Linked DNA regions of Mus musculus: region 1 is linked to region 2. A link is a contact called in public promoter capture Hi-C data. All regions are on one chromosome and are shown on one strand. The core of a region is the stretch at or near the end of the contact, and the rest is flanking DNA. Distances in the headings are between cores, read along the strand shown.

What was found. Capture Hi-C pulls out chosen DNA fragments and counts their contacts.
Region 1: a contact with region 2 is called in a promoter capture Hi-C map of adipose tissue. The contact joins the promoter of Tcaf2 here to the promoter of Gstk1 in region 2. A contact is called at or near these places in 2 of 39 promoter capture datasets (the 3T3-L1 cell line and cranial neural crest), 1 of 484 Hi-C or Micro-C datasets (uterus), 1 of 115 datasets of contacts at active chromatin or transcription factors (fibro-adipogenic progenitors) and 1 of 9 other capture datasets (adipose tissue).

Annotation. Positions count from the first base shown.
Region 1 is chr6:42,643,354-42,647,505 of GRCm38.p6, reverse strand. It overlaps Tcaf2 (TRPM8 channel-associated factor 2), which reads left to right and starts at 2,465. Exons shown (of 8, transcript NM_146174.1): 1 at 2,465-2,626.
Region 2 is chr6:42,243,501-42,247,627 of GRCm38.p6, reverse strand. Gstk1 (glutathione S-transferase kappa 1) reads right to left here and starts at 1,693. Exons shown (of 8, transcript NM_029555.2): 1 at 1,535-1,693; 2 at 997-1,078; 3 at 689-817; 4 at 44-144. The coding sequence starts at 1,606.

The DNA of each region.
Region 1 (4,152 bases), core at 1,216-3,715, 400 kb before region 2:
TAAATAGGGCTGCTATGAACATAGTGGAGCATGTGTTCTTCTTACCGGTTGGAACATCTTCTGGGTATATGCCAAGGAGAGGTATTGCTGGATCTACCGGTAGTACTATGTCCAGTTTTCTGAGGAACGGCCAGACTGATTTCCAGAGTGGTTGTACAAGCCTGCAATCCCACCAGCAATGGAGGAGTGTTCGTCTTTCTCCACATCCACGCCAGCATCTGCTGTCACCTGAATTTTTGATCCTAGCCATTCTGACTGGTGTGAGGTGGAATCTCAGGGTTGTTTTGATTTGCATTTCCCTGATGATTAAGGATGTTGAACATTTTTTCAGGTGCTTCTCTGCCATTCGGTATTCATCAGTTGAGAATTCTTTGTTTCGCTCTGTACCCATTTTTAATGGGGTTATTTAGATTTCTGGAGTTCAGCTTCTTGAGCTCTTTGTATATATTGGATATTAGTCCCCTATCAGATTTAGGATTAGTAAAAATTCTTTCCCAATCTGTTTGTGGCCTTTTTGTATTATTTACAGTATCTTTTGCCCTACAGAATCTTTGCAATTTTATGAGGTCCCATTTGTCGATTCTTGATCTTACAGTACAGGCCATTGCTGTTCTGTTTAGGAATTTTTCCCCTGTATCCATATGTTCGAAGCTTTTCCCCACTTTCTTCTCTATAAATTTCAGTGTCTCTGGTTTTATGTGGAGTTCTTTGATCCACTTAGACTTGAGCTTTGTACAAGGAGATAAGAATGTATCAATTCGCATTCTTCTACATGATAACCGCCAATTGTTCCAGCACCATTTGTTGAAAATGCTGTCTTTTTTTTCCTACGGATGGTTTTAGCTCCCTTGTCAAATATCAGGAGGCCATAGGTTTGTGGGTTCATTTCTGGGTCTTCAATACTATTCCACTACTCTACCTGTCCTTCCATCATGACCAATTACGCTTCATCCCAGGGATGCAGGGATGGTTTAATATACAGAACTCCATCAATGTAATCCACTATATAAAGAAACTCAAAGACAAAAATCACATGATCATCTTGTTGGATGCTGAGAAAGCATTTGACAAAATCCAACACCCCTTCATGATAAAAGCCATGGAAAGTTCAGGAATTCAAGTCCCATGCCTAAACATAATAAAAGCAATCCACAGCAAACCAGTAGCCAACATCAAAGTAAATGGAGAGAAGCTGGAAGCAATTCCACTAAAATCAGGGTCTAGACAAGGCTGCTCACTTTCTCCCTACCTATCAATCTAGTACTTGAAGTCCTAGCCAGAGCAATTCGACAACAAAAGGAGATCAAGGGGATACAAATTGGAAAAAAAGAAGTCAAAATTTCACTATTTGCAGATGATATGATAGTATATATAAGTGACCCTAAAAATTCCACCAGAGAACTCCTAAACCTGATAAACACCTTCAGCGCAGTAGCTGAATATAAAATTAACTCAAACAAATCAGTGTCCTTTCTCTACACAAAAGATAAACAGGATGAGAAAGAAATTAGGGAAACAACACCCTTCACAATAGTCACAAATAATATAAAATACCTTGGTGTGACTCTAACTAAGTGAAAGATCTGTATGACAAGAACTTCAAGTCTCTGAAGAAAGAAATTGAAGAAGATTTCAGAAGATGGAAAGATCTCCCATGCTCATGGATTGGCGGGATTAATATAGTAAAAATGGCTATCCTGCCGAAAGCAATCTACAGATTCAATGCAATCCCCATCAAAATTCCAACTCAATTCTTCACTGAGTTAGAAAGGGCAATTTGCAAATTCATCTGGAATAGCAGAAAACCTAAAATAGCAAAAACTATTCTCAACAATAAAAGAAGTTCTGGGGGAATCACCTGGCCTGACCTCAAGCTGTACTACAGAGCAATTGTGATTAAAAAAAACAAAAACAAACAAACAAACAAAAACTGCATGGTACAGTCATGTTTTCTGCCCAGTGAAAATATCCTGGACCAGATTTCCTGGCCCCAGATTCCCACAGCTGTACTGCCAGTGATGGCCACTAGGCGGCAGGCCCTGAAGCCCAAGCTTGGAGATATTAACAGAGCAATTAGGCACTGGTGTAGCACCAAGCCAGTTGGAGTCAGATTCCCGGTCTGGCAGAGCAACTGTTAGGGGATGCTCGTACATCCGGACTTCTCAGATACTGGAATAGTCCAGCTTCATAGAGGGCTTCCCATCCGGAACAGCCCCACAACTAACCAGTTCCCTGGGTAGCTCATCCAATAGGACAGCCTCGCCTATAACTAACCCTGCCCCGGGATAGCCACGCCCTGGAAAAGATCCGCCCCTGGGAAGCTCCGCCCTCGAGACTCAAATCGGCCCTCAAGAAAGTCTTTCATTTGGGCAGCGGGCTTTCCTATAGCCCCGCCTTCCGCAGCCCCGCCTCTAGAGGCCCCGCCCATGGAAGACCCTTATTCATACTGCAGTCCATTCCTCTGCAGCGACAGTCAGCCGGCAGCAACCTCTGTGGTCTGAATTTTCTGTCCTGGTTTGTTCCGGTGTGGGGCTGAGTGTCCGAGCACTAAGACGACGCTGGGAGGAAATCCTTAAAGTGCCAGAAGGCTACTGGACGCCGTTCCCAACAGTGTATCTGCTCACAGGTATGTTTTTCTTTTAGTTTTATTGGCCTGGAACAGTTTTCTAGTTAACTCAGAACTCCTTTATCTTTGCTCTCTGAACTTGAGTCACGAATTTGAAAAAGGTGTGTGCTCGCGCGTGTAAGCACATTTAGTTTCAGAGTGCTGGGACTGTTTTTGTTTGTTGCTCTTCCTGCCAAACTTGGGAAAAATCAGAGGACTTTCTTTTCAAACAAACTTCATGAGACGTTGAACTTGGAATTCCTGATCTACCTGCTGTCTTTTCCACCCCTAAGCAGATTTCCCACAGTTCACTTTCCTGGAACAGTGCTATGAAGTGGGGGGGGTGAGGCACATAGAGACATGCCAACACCAGTGAACATTTTACCTCACAGAGGAGTGGCTGAAAAGTGACAGGGTTCTTCTATACAGTTCTTAGTCAAGGATATGGAAGGTGGAGATGCATTCCTCAGATTCAGGCCAGGTCATGGCCATGAGCTAAATGGACTGGACTACGCGGATAGATGAAAGGAGATGGGCAACATGAGTTGTTTAACATTTTGTATGAACAGGATGAACAAAGGAGACAGGAGGAACAAGGGAGTCTACCTGAAATCCCAAGTGAAGAACATGGGGAGAAACAAAAAAATGGAAGGAGAGAACTCAACAAGGGGGAGTGTCAGCTGTCTAGATCTGTCTGCTACATAGCTCAACTCTTCCAGGGACCCTCCTAGGACGCACCTCAGAGAGGCCCTGGGCAAGTACCCATGGCTCCCCCCAGTACCTGAAAATTTTCTTAGGATGTCAGCTCACAGCCATTGAAAGGGTGCCCTGTCAATCATGTGAGCGAAGGTGGAGGAGGTCCCCTACGGTGAGCTACTCAGATGTGGGAATAGCGAAGTCTTGTGGATCACCAGCCACACTCCGCACTCAAGGAAAGGAGACAGGGAAGAAAGAGAGAGGCACTCACATTGCGCACTGTACCTATAGCACTTATAGTCTAATCTGTAAAACAATGGTCCTCGGACCTCTGTGATTGGTCTAGAGAGAGAGTCTGAAGTGGCTACTAGGGTAAGCTCAGCTCTCAGCATACCCAGCTTCCAAAAAATTTGAAAAGAACTTTCCCAGGCAGTCAAAATGGGTGGCATGGGGGGTTTCCACTAAGGCAGCTTTGATCATTTGGAAGCTGTTTCCAACAAGGTAAGCAAAGCTGTCAGAAATGATGCACTTTCTGAAAGGTCATGCGATCCCAACTAACGCAGTTTATAACAGGTCATTGTGGCCCTTTTGTCTGAAAGAATAAAACAAACACCAAGTCAGTCCCTGCATTTGATTCATCAGATCCTATGGGAAGCTGCACCTCCTTATCTACCCCAGGACTTGTTCCTCTCTGCCGTTCACTCTGCTGCTGCCCTGGTGTACCTCTTACCAAACTGATCCTCCCACACCATTTCAGGTTTCAGCTTTCTGTTCCTATTCCTACCAGGTCTTTCCTGTCATGCATTCTAAAGCAGTCTTCCTGTCCATAGTTCATCAATAGATAGCAACTG
Region 2 (4,127 bases), core at 444-2,943:
GCTCCCCGTCCCCTCCCTCCAGGATTCAGAGTTTAGCCCTTACTCGAGACCATACACGCATCCATATCTCTCTGGACACCTTCTCCAGCATCTCTGGTTGCTCCATGCTTACAGTGGTGAGGAAGCGCATGGCATTTATACTTCCTGTGGGGGCAGAGGCATGTAGAGCTAAGATTCCTATTCCTTTTGTCCTGATGGAGGACCGTGTCATCCTTCCTTCAGACACGCCCCCAAGCTCATCCTTCCTTCAGACACGCCCCCAAGCTCATCCTTCCTTCAGACACGCCTCCAAGCTCATCCTTCCTTCAGACACGCCCCCAAGCTCATCCTTCTTTCAGACACTCCCCCAAGCTCCGTCACCTGCAGTCTTTAATTCCAGTTTCTCATAATGGATTTACTCTATGCAGTTCTTGCTTCTCCCATCCCTCTCTTTTGGCTAGCTGATGCTGGGTTCCCCACACAAGCATGTTTTATTTCTTGATATCCTATGAAAGCCTCAGCTGGACTGCTCTCCACTACATTCCCCAGTGTTTCTGACCCTCTTCACTTATTTATTTCTGTTTCCTCTGAAACTGGAGTTATAGGTGGTTGTGACCCACCATTGTGGGTGCTGGGAATTAAATTAGGTCCTCTGGAAGAGCAGCCGGTGCTCTTAACTGCCGAGTCTTCTCTTCATCCTCCTCCTCACCTTTCTTCACAGTCTCACCAAAGAAATCCTTGGGTATGTTGAGGGGAACCTGGAAGAACTGCTTCAGGAGAGGAATCTCTTTGAAGATGTACTGGCCTTTTCGGGGAACCATAGCAGGTGGTTGGTTTCCTGGCAGTGGAGAGTTAAGACAACTGGTGAGAGAGGACATGAGGGTCTACTGGAACCTCTCCAGTAGAAAGCAAACTACTAGTTTAGGCTGAGGTCTGCATACTCAGTGCAGGACAGGCCCCTCAGGCCACAGAAAGCAACCCTCCTTGCCCAGAGAGGTGGAGCTTCTTCATGCTTACCGCTGTCTTTCATGATCCCAGCGATTAAAGTGGGCCGCAACTGCAGCTTTATATTCCAGAGGTGTTGGTATCTGCATAGGACCTACAAGTGCAGAGATAAGAAGGGGAGCTTGTGTGGCATTTGAGGGCTGTCTTCTGCCTCTAAGTGCTGGACAGAGATGGGGACTTCACACTGAACTGGTTGGTTTAATAGGACAAAACTCTCAGTTCTTTGAAATAGATACCAGAATGCTTACTCCAGTGTACGGTTTTCATCCCGTAGAGCATCCTAGCGCCCCTGATCCCCCTCCCCGAACTTGACCTAGCTTCATTGGAGTTGCCTCTGTTCTTTCTAGGGTCTGTGGAAAGAGAATATTTGACCTTAGGATCAGGACCCTACTTGGCGGAGTCTCGGTCCGTTTAAAGGCACAAAGTGAACTTGAACCTGAACCCTGTGCTAACCCTGAGGGCATCCACTGGAATTTCTGCAGCCCGGTGATCAGTGCCCCACTGTGCACTCGCCTCGCAGACCACAACCCGGGCGGCTCCCCCGTGTCACCTCAAAGCCCAGCCAGGAGTACGGGGACAGCACGTCGTAGAAGAGTTCCAGGATGCGCGGCGCCGGCCCCATTCTACAGTGGTGAGAGAAAGTGAACTTGAAGCCTTGGGCTGCCGAAGAGCTTTAGGTAGCTGAAGAGCAAGCAGCCAATCGTAGTCCGCGAATTGCAGGCGGGTCTGCTAAGGGCCCTAGTGCGCAGTCTCCGGGAGAGGCCCCGCCCTATAGGGCTGGCCCAGGGGTGTACACGGGTAGACCAAGAGCGGATGAGGAAGGCGGAGTCTGAGATAAAGGGGAAGGTCAGATCCAGAGAAGGATCTCAAGTGTGTGCAGCCAGCTCTAGAACTTTGTCCCTCAAGCAAGAAGGCAATACACAAGGATCCAAATTTGCGTTGGATGACGTTTAAAGACCGGCAATATGGAAGTTCCGAATTGCATCTTTTATTGTATTCACTTTCTCAGAGATAAGAACAATGTTTAGAATGAATTTGACAGTTGACATAGTGGTCTTTTAAAAAATCTTCATTCTATACATTACAGCACACCCAGGGGATGCCTGAAACTGTAGATGAAACTCTACATATTATGTTTTTTTTCTACACACAGTAAATTATAACTTATAAATTAGGCACATTAGTGATGAATGCTAGAAGAACCATAACATGCCACACTAAAATTTGTGCCTTATTATAATAAAAATGTTACTTGAACATAAGTATTTCATCAGTACAGCACTTGATCTGATAACGGAGGTGGTCACAGAAATGGAGGTAGGTAATATATACAGTGTGGACACACTAAACAAAAGGATGACTTACATCCCAAGAGGGAAGGCACAGGACTTCATCTGCTACTAGTATTATTCATTTATTTAGGGTTTTTGGGGGAGTGGGGTGGGGTCTTGATATGTTGCTTTGTATATCCTGGAACCATATACTATTGTTATCATTTATTATTAAAAGTTTTGGTATTATAGATGATATGGGGGGAAAAACAAAAATATATTCCCTTTTCGTCTGTGGAGGGGGTTTAGTGGGTCAATGGTGCAACTGTGTTGACCTGATTTTTGATCTTCAGAGTACACATGATGCTGTGTTTAGTAGCATTAATCTGTAATCCCAGTGTTCCTACTATGAGATAGGAGGTAGAGACAAGAGAGTCCTTGGAAGCTCCCTGGCCACTTATCTTAGCATACATAATACTGCTGTATATTCAGAACCTTGATTAAACAAGGTGGACAACAAGGAAAGACCTCCTCATGTGGGGTGCCCACATTGTAATATTCAAACATACGCACATCACATACTGACAGGTTAAAAATGTACTTACTTTTATTTTCTTACACCATTATATTGCTGAGAGTAATAGCTAGTGTTAAAAGAAAGCTTTAGACAACTTAGAGTACCTTTAGCAAAGAACACTTCAGACATTAGGTAGCATCAGGAGAGGTTCAAAGAGTGCCACTCTGCAATGTGGGCGTTTAATATTTACAGACAGAAAAAGTGATTAAGGCTCAGAAATAACTGGTCATGGTGAGGAGTTGGTGGTACTAAGACGTGATCTTCTGATGGTTGACTACCTGTGGTTCGTTAAACTTAGATGCTTATAATTGGATGAAACCCAGCAGCTTGTTGGGAAACTCAGGTTCATAAGTTCTCTATTTCTTTAATAAATTACACTGTAGTTCTTTGAATGGAAACTTGAGGTACAGAGACAACCTTCAGTTACTGGAGTCACTGGCTGTGCACTTATCCAGTTGAACCCTAGACACTGATTAGAGCTGTTGAAACAGAATGTTAAACAAAACTACATAAGGTAGCCAAAGGACCCACAGAAGAACTAAACATAATAATAATAATTACTAGACATTGGAGGATGGAGGGAAAGATTGGTATTTATGCATGAAATTTTTATCTTCTTACATAAGGTAGAGACAATGCTTATATTTGAAACCCCAATAAGCAGAGCCATAAATTAATCCCAGAAAAGCTTTAAATAAGCTGCCTTTTCAATTTAGTAAAAGATTAATTATTCAATGAATGATATTAGGATGAGAGGTTTTAGTAAAATATAGTTGGATACATATACCACAGTTAAACTGGGAGCATCAAATACTTAACTGTTGAAGACAAATGAGTGAAGCAGCTGAGGCAGTTACAGACAAACACTTGATACATATCTGGGATGACAGACAGCATGACTAATTGTAATATCAAACGGAAAAAACCCAGTAAAAGACAGACATACTCAGCTACATACAATTAAAAAATATGTCTGTCAAAATCTAGTAGGTGTAAAAAATGAGTAAACATAATCTGTGCTTATTTTTATTCAAAAGTTGATTTTAGCTCTCTAACAGAAGCCATCCAGGAAAGGCTATGGGAAGCAAGTGAGTTTTTTTGGAGATAAGACTACCATATTGCACGTCTAGGATGGGTGCACTATGGAGAGGTGTGGCCCAGAGACTTAGTCTTGGTTCCTGCTGCTCTATGCCTTTCGTGCCACTATTACATAACCTAGTGATTCCTGCTCACCCTGTGGGGCAATTTTCCTGCAGATCAACACGAAGATGTACTTTCATATAATAATGGTGTTT